Regions from separate parts of the Mus musculus genome. Here region 2 is linked to region 1. Evidence: chromatin contacts called from public Hi-C data. All regions are on one chromosome and are shown on one strand. The core of a region is the stretch at or near the end of the contact, and the rest is flanking DNA. Distances in the headings are between cores, read along the strand shown.

Region 1 (6,117 bases), core at 2,785-5,284:
AGTAGATGCTTTACATTTTTATAAAGAGTTTTTCTTATGGTTAGTCTATTTGGAGAAATGACACAAGTCACAAACATCTGGACAGGCCCACACTCAAGAAGCAGCATCTGAAACCACTGTGGGTTTTGTTCTCCCCAGCATCTAGATTGGCTCCTTTTAAAACCTGCTGGCTACACAAGGTATCGCAAATGATGCAGACTAACAGCCAGTAGACGGTGATGCGTAAGTGATGCTGAAGGGCGTGCAGCTTGCACATCCTTCCGAGTCTCGCCACCCTCAGGCATCTCTGTGTGTTCCACTACCCAGAGGTTCCATGGGTGCTATAGCTAGAGATGCTCACTGCTCCTCTGCCCTCCTGAGGAAGAGCCGTGATGACTTCTGCGCTATTTTCTAAGTACAAAGAGAGGGTGTTAGGCCTTAAATCACTGGCTGTCCACCATTAGGTAAAATTCTAAAGCACTTTGATCCTCTATGTGCCTTGAAGAGTGGCATCGTGAGCATCCACACCGTTAAAGGCAGCGTGGTATAAAGGCTAAAGCCCGGGCTCTGCATCTGGGCTACTTGCTTCCTAGCTGTGTGTCCTTAAGCAAATTAATATTCATTCTTCTATCTCAGGGGTGTTTTGAGGATTAAACCATGCCTGGTGCATAGGAAGTAAACATTTGTTCAGCAGAAACGGAACAGTAATTGCTCTGTCGGACGTTCTGTAATCGCTCAACAACATATGTTGTTGCTTTGGAAACTTATCAGGCCGACCGAAAGCATCACAGGTCATTGGGGATAGTAATGTATGAGTGAGCATCCTGCGTGGGGAACTTGGTTGGAAGGCTTTAGTAGTCCCCAAGTAGTCACCAAGGTAATGGCGCGATGGAGCAGTCACATGATAGGATGTGGAGTGACTGGCCTGTCACTTACGTTGACAGGTGTGACTGAAGGCAGAACTCAGAAATATAGATGTTGAAATGTTGTTAGTTGCTGTTTTTACAGTGTAACAAAACATAAAGAAATACAATTGCTGGGTTAGACATGTGATTTTCTTCTGTGTCCTAAGTCTAGATTCCTAGTCTCTGACACTTGATCTACCCTTGTGACAATATGGGTTGGGGTTTGTGTGTGAGAAGGATGGAGGCCAGGCCTGCTTGGCCATCCTCAGCATCCCTGGCAATCCTGCTTGCTTTATGTCTGCAGAAGAGAATGAGTTCATCCTATACGCCATGCGCAAGTCCATCTACCGCTACGACTTGGCCTCGGGAGCCACAGAGCAGCTTCCTCTCTCGGGGCTGCGGGCGGCTGTGGCCCTGGACTTTGACTATGAACGCAACTGCTTGTATTGGTCTGACCTGGCGCTGGACACCATCCAGGTGAGTCCTTAAGCCCTTGGTTAAGTCTGGAGGCTGTGGTTTTTGACTGCCCAGTCCTGACAGGCTTCAAGCAAGGTGAGCAGGCAGAGGTTTGCACATGGTAACCCATCTCTGGGCTGTTACACGAAACTGCAGTTTTCTGTTGTTGCAGTTTTTTCCCTGCCTATCTCTGCTCCTTATGAGAAAGATAAAGAATGTCCCAAATCTGAATCTTTGACTGCATCTAAGGTCTTAGTTTCCTGCTAGAAAGATGCTGGGGATGGTAATGTGATTGTCAGTTGCCACCTTCCTTGTTAGCCTCTTCCCTTCCCTGTCAAAGTGTAGTGACATTCCAGTTATCTTCAGTCCACATAATTACCCACTCTAGCTCTCCTGGACTCTGAAAAGAACCATGAAGTGCCTGGGCATGGCGGGAGGCTAGGACGGGAGAATTTATTCAGCCCAGATACTCAGGGCAGATAAAGCTGTGTGGATCAACATTTGCCTAGTGTACATAAAGCCCCAGGCTCAATGATCAGGACACAAAAATAGAACAATCACACAACAATGACAGCCACACACACATATACATAATTGCATACACACAGCCGTACATAAACATACACATAACAGGTTAAGGCTATAGTTTTTAAAGACCTCTAGATAGGCTAGATACTAACTGTATAGTCCTGTGTTCAAATATATGCATTTTAAAGGTTTATTTTTTTTTATTTTACTTTATTATGATGGGTGCTTTGTCAGCATGTCTGTCTGTCTGTGTGCCATGTACATGCGTGGTGCCAGGGGAGGCCAAGAGAAGTGTCCTTTGGAACTGTGCGACACATGCTTGGCTGGCTGCCATGTGGGTGCTGAGAACTGAACTTTCTTCTGCAAGAGCAGGAAGTACTTTAAACTGCTGAGCCGTCTCTCCATCCCCAAGTGAACCTGGGAGTGCAGCTCGGTGGTAGATCATTTATCTAGTGAGCAGGCGTCCCTAGGGTCACAGAAAGCAAAAGAGCTCTATCACATTTACTCATTGTATCCTTAATTCCAAATCCATATGTAAGTTTTACATTGTGAGGGTTGGGCTTAGGGGAGACCACTGGGTGTAACTGCCCCAACAGTGACCCGATGGCCAAGAGCTGTGCAAGGGATAAAGACTATATGAGACAGAAGAAGTAAAAGGAGCTGCAACCTGTCTTCTCATTTATCATAAACACAGCAGACTCCCATGTCTTAGTAAAAAGAGCATTCTTTTGAGAGGGGCCGTAGTTTAGTAATCCATGTTTATAATAATAGCACACAGTCATAGAAAGGGATCAGGTTCTGTTTGTCATTCTGTTAACACATCTTCTTGTATCTGCACATTTACTCCTATGAAACCCTGTGACCTTGGCAAACCGGCTAGCTGAAGGACTACTAATGAAGAGCAGGGCTACTGCTGAGGGACGGACTAGCCTTGAGTCAGCTGCTGATTACATCTTTCTCTTCCTAGCGTCTCTGCTTGAACGGGAGCACAGGGCAGGAGGTGATCATCAATTCCGGCCTGGAGACCGTGGAGGCTTTGGCCTTCGAACCCCTCAGCCAATTACTTTACTGGGTGGATGCCGGCTTTAAAAAGATCGAGGTATGGTTATTCCTGTGCTCTTCATTAAGCAAGCAGGTGGAGCCACTGGGCTCTGAGCCAGCTTTGACACAAAAATAGGAAGCAGTGTGTCATATAACTCTGGAAATCTCCCCAGGGTTTTCAGGGCCTAAACTGGCCAAACCTCTGAAGGGGTGAAGGGGGGTCATCTCGGGATGTACGCAGTCTTGAGGAATCCATGTGAGGACCATTTAATGGAACCCGAGGTGCCATTTAAGATACATGAATGTTTGTACTTTGGCTAGCAGAAGCATCATATAGCAACAATAATGCTGATGATTTCACACCGTTGTAATCATCATAACAATAACAGTCCGTTATTATCGAAAACAACAATGTCTCTGTTATTATCCGTATTGATCTCTACCTATCTATTAGCTTCCCAGGAACCTGTTCCACCTATAGCCACGGTTACACGAGGGGGATGGATGAGGGGCCTGTAAACTGGCCAGAGTAGTGTACTGAAGAATCATCAGTGCCCCCTACCTCGCAGGCTACTGCCGAGGCCCTGCAATACTGAGCCCCGTAGTTCTTGCTACTGGCACTGCATGGGGATGTGACATGCAGGTTAATGGGAAAACACAAAGTCGGGAGACACAGGGAGCTGCGTGACATGTAGTGAGATGGAGACAGAGGCTCGGGAGGCTGCCCTGGATCCATGCATCATCCTGCTAGCTGAGACACATGCAGCAGGGGGCTTCCTGGAACTTCTTTTTCCTCAAGTGTGAGGACGAGTCTCATTTACTTAGTCATTAAACGAGTGCCATTTGGTGCAGGATACATGTCAGTCCTGGTCTTGTGTTTAATGACACAGTGAGCAAGGAAAGGACACACGCATTCTCTTTCTGATTAGCTTTTAGTTTAAAGGAGCCAGGTATGGTGGTGTATTCCTGCAATCCCAGCACTTAGCTGAGGCAGGAGGATCAAGATTTTGAGGGCAGCCTGGGCTACATAGTAAGTTAAAAGACCAGCTGGAGATACACAGAGATCTTGTCTTAAAGCAAACAGAAACCACACAAAGGAAGCAGCTCAGTGGAAAGGAGACAAAGAAACCTGTCCTTCTGCTAAGAACAGGAAGCAAGTCTCTCGATCGATCGTGTGCTTGGGGAGTGGATAACGTGGAGAGGGAAGAGAGTGGGGAAGCTTCTGGGGACTCCCGAGTTGAGCCTGATGCCGGAGGGGAATCCTCTCAGGACCCTGGCAGAAGTGGTTGGCATATAGAGTCGTTCTGTCAGCCCTCCAAATCTGTGGTTTCATATCCACGAATCGAAAATAGTAAAAAACAAAACAAAACAAAACCAAGACAGTACTGAGTGTGCAGACATCTTTTCCTGTTGTTCCATTCCTGAGCAACTCACCTACTACTTAGCACCAGCACTGTCGTGGGAATTACAGGTGATCTAGGGGTGGCTTAGAACAGGCAGGAAGCTGTGTGAGGGTTGTATGCAAGCACTGAAGCGTTCTTGGACTCCAAGGGACCACAACAGTCACCTTTGCGCAAGTTGTCATGCTCCGGGGTTGGCGTCAGAGAGCACACAGCTCTAGCTGCTCCTTCGGCCCACGTGGGAATTATCTCAGCCAGGGACACGATGAGTGCCTTCTGATTGGGAATCAAGGCGGGCTCCCCAGTGGTTCTAGAATGAGACCCGGGAGTAGAGGGCAGGTGTGGAGAGTGTGCCAGAGGCAGGGCCCCTGGAGGGCTTTGGTTTTGTGGGCTTTGTAAGGAATTTAGATCTCTCTCCTTCCCCCACCCCCTTTGTTTTGTCAGGTAGCTAATCCAGATGGTGACTTCCGACTGACAATCGTCAATTCCTCTGTGCTTGATCGACCCAGGGCTTTAGTCCTTGTACCCCAAGAAGGGTAAGTGTTCCTTACGGGGAGTCAGCGTCACGCCCACTGCTGTAAGAGATGCTCATGAAAGTGAAAATGTGAGGCCAGGTTTCTGCTTCTGGTGATCATGGGGGAGATAACCTGTTGACTGAGGCTCTTGAAGCCATAGCTTGCTTGTCGTGGTCCGATAACTCTGTGTGTTTCATTAGAAAGCATCCGACTCTCTTATGGTCTCCAGATGTCTCACATCTGTGGGGTGTTTCAATAGAAAAGGTAACATGAAAGAGAGTCTTTGTAAACCAGTCAGGCCACTGATAAATTGTAAGGATTTTTTTTTTTTTTAATCTCGAGTTCCGTGAATCTCACAAACATTTAATTCGACCAGTCACTCTCACACACAGAACTCCCAGCGTGTGCAAGTTTTCTTACTTAAAATTACTGTGCACTTGGGGTACGCACGACTGCTTTTCACTAACTCCTTCATCACAGCAAAAATTACTAAGAAGGAAATGCTGTGCTAGCTTTTCTTTCTGTGTGTATTTATGATTGAGAATTAACACTATTCTTAAAAGGACACTCTAAAAGAAATCTATGGGCTTGGTTGCAGATATTAAAAGAGAAGACCTTGAAAGGATGCTTAAGTCTGCCCTGTTCTCATTCGTCACCCTTCATCCTCCTACATCCTCGGGATGCAATCACATCACTGTTACGTAATAGTCAGCATTACTCATGCATAATAGCCACAATTAATTTTTTGCTTGCATTATTCAGAGTCTTTTTACTGGTGTTCAATCATGATCATTAAATACAGCGCCCCTTAGTGACACACACGACTTGTCAGATAGAATCAGTCTGTTTGTGATTTCCTGCCAGTCAGCGGACATGCACATTGAGTGACAGCGGCTTATCAGAGCACACACAGCGGTTTAGTTGCTTCGGTAAGAACATGGATGAAAACCGAGGTGGCAGGAAGGAGTTTATTTTGCTCGCAGGTTATACTCCCTCCCTGAGGCAGTCTGAGGTAAGAACTGAAACAGAGACCACACTTACTGGATTGCTCCCAGTGGCTTGCTCAGCCGGCTTCCTGCCCAGGGTGGTACTGCCCACAGAGGTTTGGACCCTCCTGTATCAATCATGAATCCAACAACAACAACAACAACAACAACAACAACAACAACAACAACAACAACTGGCCCACAGATTTTCTCCAGGCCAGTCTGATAAAGGCAGTTCCTTAATTGAAGTTTCTCCTTCTGAGGTGACTCTAGTTTGTGTCATTGTCAAAAACTAAGTAGCACATAC
Region 2 (6,416 bases), core at 1,679-4,178, 200 kb before region 1:
TACTGATCAGAGCTTTGGGCTTCATGTTCCATCCCCAGATAAATAAGGATCTTTAAGATACACTTACCTGAAATTTAAAGGAAATGAGTAAGACAGAGTTAGGGATACTGCTTCCACCATGACATCAAAGGATGCCCTCTCTGAGGCTGTAATGTTGAACCTGATTCTTGGGAGGAACAGAGAGGCTCCGTGAGGTGAGGTGGAGACAATTAGAGTGTATCCAGGTCAGGGTTTTGGCATGTTTGAAAAAGATGCTGCCCTGCCATGAGCTCTTCTGGAGCTGGTAAGTTACAGAAATGGGAGGGAGACATTTATAAGGACAAAGATAAGATCAGAAGGTGCACGATAGGTTCAGGCTGCCTGGGATGTAGAACAGTGCATGTAAGACCTGTGTGTGAGGGGAGAAACAGTGCCAGCACAGCTTGATGCTGGCACTACACTGTGGGAGAGGCACAATGCCAGTATCAGTTCATAGTCAAAGCATGTGGTCTGAGCATGGTTCCTGTGTAATCATGGGTGGCTAACCTGCCGCTCCAAGTCTTTGTCTCTGCTTGTCAAAGGAAGAGCGAAATTTTCTATTGTCTATATGAATAAATAATTACAGAGAGTTATTATACAGCTTTGTTTAAAGGTTAGGTCAAGAACACAAGTTTATTCTTGGGGGATAGTCTCTGAAATGTGTTCTTTCCAGTGGGTTTTTCTCCCTCTCTTTTTTGGGGGTCGTATCGGGGGTAGGTTTGGTACTGTTCCTGGCTGAAGCAGAGCAGTTTCTAGGATGAGACTGTAGGTGGCGCAGTTAGACTTTTCTCAGGTTGCAGCCATAAAAGCAAGCGCGTCCACATTTCATGTCTAGACAGAGGACGTGAATGGAATCATAAAACCTTCAGACTGGAGGGTTCCGGAAAGGTCATCTACTCCCTCTCTTGTCTTTAGAAAACCCGACTCCTAAATCAGCTCTCTGCTGCGATCCTTTCAAAGGCTGTTAAAGCTCCCCTGTTCCATGCTTGGCTCATTGACAACAGGCAAACCCACAGAACAACAAATCCCCAAATAAAATCCAACATGCATGTGTGCGCACATTTCGTGGGGACAAGATTGCACCAGTGGGGCTGTAGGACACCAGAATGGCTTTCTCCATAGTCATGGTTGAGTGAAGGATGTCTTTGCTTGGCAAGGAAAATTCTGTTTATCTGAGATGGAGTCTTCCCGATGAGCTCTGGGCAGAGGCAGGGAACATGGACTCCACCGGGCAAGTAACATTCTAAACAGCAGGATTAAGAGCCAGGAGTGAGAGATTAAGAAAATGTCTTCAAGAGCTTCAGAGAGACCCAGGAGGTTTGCAGAAAAACTGGTCTCAATTCTAGAAGGTTAAATGTCTCCATATCTAATTTTGATTTTCCAATACAAATTAACTTACTTTGCTCTTTCTTTCCTTGTGGCTCTAGGGACAGAACCCAGGGACTCACATATGTTAGGCAAGTGCTAAATCTAAGAATTAATGATGCCATATTTAGAAATACAGTAAACATCTTTTTGGATGACGGGAAACTCTTTTCATGATCACCTATCAACCTTAATTCAGGCTTTAGAGTATGCATGTGGCTTCCCAGGAAACCTGAAGGAAAACAAAATATCTAGGAGTTGCCTGAATCAGATGGTAGATATGTGATTTGGTTTGTTTGCTCGTTTGGTTGGTTGGTTGGTTAATTGCTCATCCTGAGTCTTACTGCAGTGTCTCAGCACAGCTGTCTTTGTGAGTTGCAGCTTCTTCCTCCAGGATCTTATAAATTTGCCTAACAGCAGTGAAGGAACAGGTCAGTTTGGAAACAATAGTTAATTAGCAGATAGGAGAGCCCAGGTCCACCCCCACACAGGTCTCAAACACTTAAGCCAGGATAAGAGACTGTCAGTTAGATTCATTCTTTAGCTGAAATCATTTTGCCAACCTAAATATTTATCAAGTGCTGAGCTAGAAGATGGAATCAAGCAGTAAAGACTACATTAAAAGCATATTCAATATTTTAGTAAGTGATATACCGAAGTGCTGTTGGGTCATAGGTCAGCAGGATCTAACACAGCCCGTAGAATGCTCTCCCCAAGGCTCACACAGCTAATACTAAGGGAATGAAGGTGGCAGGCAAGAGGGGTCATCAGCAGAGAGGGAGCAAGACAGAGGGAAGGTCGGAGTTTGAAGTGAGTATAGAACCCTGAAGATACTGAGGGTGATTCAGCTTGGCTGAGTGGCCAAGTTTTGGAAGGCTGGAAAGGAAGGGAGGCTGGAGAACAAGGTGAGGCTGGATTCCAAAGGACTTGGTGGGCTCTGGAAAGAGGTAGTTTTATCGTAGAAAAGGATCATGGGAAGACACTGAAAAGGGTATCTGGGCAGGTGATCAGACTAGATGAAGATATGAGGCTGGGGATACAGATTTGAGAGTAGCAATATGTGGCCATAACCCAGGTAGTGAGCAGAGCTGGGGGACAGGGCCAGGGCCAGCATCTTCAGCAGTCCCTAAGGCCAGGGCCAGCATCTTCAGCAGTCCCTAAGGCCAGGGCCAGCATCTCCAGCAGTCCCTAAGGGCCAAGCAGAAGAAGACTCTATGGTGAATGATGCCAAGATGTAGTCAGAGATGTGAGGAGACAGCGGGATACAGAGCCGAGTGTTAGTAGGGATTAGGTTCAGACAGGATGTGGTGGGAGAACCTCAGAGGATGTTAGTGCCCTGATGGTGGGCTGGGGAGAACAGCTCAGAGACTCGGCCTGAGACATCTTGTCAGCTGAAGACTGAGAGCAATCTCTGAAGAAGGCGTTGGCTGTGGAAGAGAGGAGAAGTGGCTTTCTGATGCCAGGGGAGGCTGGGAGAGAAGTGTGGCCATGTGTGTCTACACCAGCAAGGGTCTGAGAGCCAGCCCATGGTAACTTTCATTTTCTGTGTGAGCATCACAGGTTCTGGGCGGAGCCTTCTCTGCATTAGTCGAGGGACAGCTTGAAACCCTTATTGAAGTGGGTTATTTTAAATAGTATATATGCTGTAGTGTGAGGACTAGAAAATTCCGAAAATGATACTCAGTTTTTGAAATTCAAATATAATTACATCGGTTACCCCCTTTCTTTTTCTTTTCTCCAACACACCCACTCCCCCCAAATGTTATACTTTTGAAACCAATCTTGGCAAACTGAATTCGTGGTTTCGGCAGGATGATATAATTGTATACCTCTCACTGTGAAAGATCCACTCCTGACAGATGATGGCGAGTGTGTTAAAGGTAAGAGTTCAAGTGAAACTGCACATCTTACTCTAATAAACATTTTATGATCAAACCTAATGGTGAGGTGAATTGAAACAAGACCTATTTTTTTTTCTAAAAAAAAAAATCTGAACACTTGAACATAACCACTAATTGCAGAGGAATGATATGAAAATCAGAAAGCCCAATAAACTTTATAGATCCGGATGATAATTAACACAATAACCTGAACTTAATTAGATACTTGTATTAAATGCTGGCAATAAGCGACATGGCTTTCCTCGGAACCCACTTTAAGTGTATACTAAACATCACAGCGTGGTTCAATAAGGACAGACACAAATAGAGCTAATGACGTTTAGAGAAATGGAGCAAGATAAATAAATCACGCAGAATTCATGTGGAGCCTATGGTGGGGGAGGGGAGGACACTGGCAAGCACGCCCTTTCTCCAGTCTCAGCCTCAGCGCAGGATCCAGTGAAACCTGCAGAACTAATGATGCAGGCAGCAGCATCCTCTCCTGTGGAATTGCTTCAGAGAGGAGGAGCCCTTGTCCCCTGAAGAAGGGCCCCTAACGCACCAGGAAGCCTCCTCCAAGGCAGGAGCTAGAGTTCTGCTCACAACAGCTCACACTGTACGTGTGTATGCGTGTGCCTGTGTGTTCTCCACTCCATTGCCATTGTCTCTGCAGAATTTCCCTCCCAGCAGTTGTTCTGTGTTCAGGTGAACTTGACATTTTGGAATGCTTATGAATGAAGGAGCTTCCTTACCGCTTCCTCCCCTCCCTTCCTGGAGCTCCCTGACCCCCATCCTCCACTCCCTCTCACCCTCTTTCTTATTGTGCTGGGGCTTGAATCGCACCATCCTGTGCACACACTCCTCCACGGAGCTACTGAGCATCACTCTCTTCAAGACTGGAGTATGGGGGCTAGAGGATGCCCAAGTGGTATGTGCTTGCTGTACAAAAACTAGGGGGAGCTGAATTTGAATCCCCGGCACCCATGTTAAAGAAGAAAAGAAGAGGAAAAGAAGGGGCTGAGTTTGGCAGCATATACCAAGAACTCCTACTGATGTGTCCATATTCATCATGGATATACATGGACACATACACATTCATATACCACACACACACATATACACACACATACACATGTATATACCACACACACATATACATAAACACACATACACACACATACACATGCATATACCACACACACATACACATATACACACACATATACATGCATATACCACACACACATATACACACACATACACGTGTATATACCACACACACATATACATATACACACATACACATGCATATACCACACACACACACACACAATGGGATAAAAGGAGATGTGATTCTATTACTGTGTAGCCCAGCATGGCCTCTGGTTCCTGGGCTCAAGTGTGTCTCTACCTCAGTCTCTCTGGTGTCTGGAACTACAAACACATGCCACCATGGCCTCTCCCTTTTCTGTTCTCTTTTTAAAAACCATATTAACTTTGTGTATTTGTTTATTGGTTTGCTTCTTTTAGGCTGCTTAGTTATGGTTTCGCTGACATACAGACCTCTGCACATATTTAATATGCACACTTAGATGAATGGATATATTACCACAATCGAGACAGAAATGCCTATCTCTTCCAGCACTTCACGAGTACCCTGAATCCTATAGGCTAATCCTGACTATCCGAAGACCCGAATACTCTGACCATTCCTCTAAGGGATGCTTCAAGCCAAGACCCAGAGGTTGGGTAGCTGATGTTAGATATTGTTGGAGGACTCAACAGTGATGACCAAGATGGTTGCCCTCATCATGACCAGTGACCTTCCCAGTTTCTCATTCTCTTGTGACAATCTAGCTGATTGCTCTTTCTGAGGGCTTCCTTGTGAGTCCTGAGCATTGTTCCTGTTTTGTTTTCCCTCCCCCACGTATTTAATCGACCAGAAATGACACACCCATCCGTGCCTGGTGCATGCTAGGGATGCTACTCTTGCAATTGTCTGAGGATGTACTCCGAGGGAAGACTCTCCTAGGCTTCCCTGCCCATTCTTGTCTCTTTGGTATACAGCTTCAGAGAGCGCTGCTTTAGGACAGGCTGGCCTTTAGGGGGAGGAGGATATCAATTTTTCACTGACAGTCCTGGCTTTGGATCTCACTTCTTGCCACTTACTGGCTTTGAAGAGGTGAGAAAGTTGCCACATTCCTGTAGATCTCATTTCACCATTAGTAAGGTGAGAGTACTAAGGTCACAGTGGACTGACTGTAACTTAACTTGATATAGAAACAAGATGGCAACCTACCTTTGTAAGGAGTAGCCGAGTCTTAGCCAATTACCTGCATCAAGGGTTCAGAGTACCTTTGCACAAGAGAGACAGGAATTGTGCCTCATGTACTTCCAGTTCTTTCTCCAGCTATCCAGAAAACGTACCCAAATAATGGGCGGGCCACCCATTATTGTGCAGATTCAATGCGTGGCAGAGGGTGAGTCCTTAGTGTAGCTGTTAGCAAGAGTCTGAGATGTGATGTTTTCCTATTGTTGTCATGGAAGGACCATGGATGGTTTTTGCCCCCACTCTGTGTGTTTCCTTTGCAGATACTGATGCTCAGAGGAGACAAGCATTTCATCTCTTATTTAGATGGCAAGGAGAACTTGCGTCCAGCTATCCAGCCAGAGAAGAGCTCAATCAAATGATGTTTGCTCCAGTTAATGTTTATGACAGTCGTTTTTTGAGTCTTGAATAGCCCAGAGTCATATGTCATCCATCTTCACGGTTAAATCAGTCACACAAATCTCCCACCTAGAACTAAATATGGCCGAAAGGAGATTAACATTCTGGGCATTTGTACATTTCCTAAGTGCGTCATAAATGAAAGGAAATATGGAAATTTTACTTTTCTTACAAACAAAATAATTGAGCCTCTGCAGATGAAATTATTAAAAAAATAATCTAGCTTTATAGAGTGTTATTTGCACTTCTAGAACCAGACATCAGTGTGGACCAAAAGTGGGGCAAGTTATAATAAAAATCAGAGGTTAAGAAAATGGTATAGAGATAGGCTAATTGCTTGCAGCTCCTTTTTGTCTTGTCTGAAGGCAATTTGAACAATTGACTGCTTGTTATTGGCTAAAACTCAGTTATTCGTTACAAGGCTA

The links. Hi-C and Micro-C count contacts between places; a contact is called where the count stands out from the background.
Region 2: a contact with region 1 is called in a Hi-C map of Th1 cells, with 4 times the contacts expected there. The contact joins two enhancer-like sites. A contact is called at or near these places in 4 of 39 promoter capture datasets (hematopoietic stem and progenitor cells, hippocampal neurons, pre-B cells and 1 more), 1 of 15 datasets of contacts at CTCF or cohesin (CD8 T cells), 13 of 484 Hi-C or Micro-C datasets (CD4 T cells, CD8 T cells, Th1 cells and 9 more), 9 of 115 datasets of contacts at active chromatin or transcription factors (CD8 T cells, Th17 cells, double positive thymocytes and 6 more) and 1 of 9 other capture datasets (embryonic tail).

Annotation. Positions count from the first base shown.
Region 1 is chr9:42,032,293-42,038,409 of GRCm38.p6, reverse strand. It overlaps Sorl1 (sortilin-related receptor, LDLR class A repeats-containing), which reads left to right. Exons shown (of 48, transcript NM_011436.4): 17 at 1,189-1,361; 18 at 2,836-2,967; 19 at 4,754-4,845. Gm16214 (predicted gene 16214) reads right to left here. Exons shown (of 5, transcript NR_165259.1): 4 at 4,344-5,064; 5 at 1-2,334. Among named protein-coding and RNA genes, the nearest start is that of Gm16214, 13 kb to the right of the region's middle. Within about 2 kb of position 4,034, at least 47 of the 459 cell types and tissues checked have an H3K27ac peak or open chromatin away from gene starts, as enhancers often do. A contact at or near this core is called in CD8 T cells, Th1 cells, Th2 cells and 1 more, where this site is marked.
Region 2 is chr9:42,235,288-42,241,703 of GRCm38.p6, reverse strand. It overlaps Gm40515 (a long non-coding RNA gene), which reads left to right and starts at 76. Exons shown (of 2, transcript XR_870673.1): 1 at 76-283. Within about 2 kb of position 2,928, at least 17 of the 459 cell types and tissues checked have an H3K27ac peak or open chromatin away from gene starts, as enhancers often do. A contact at or near this core is called in CD8 T cells, Th1 cells, Th2 cells and 1 more, where this site is marked.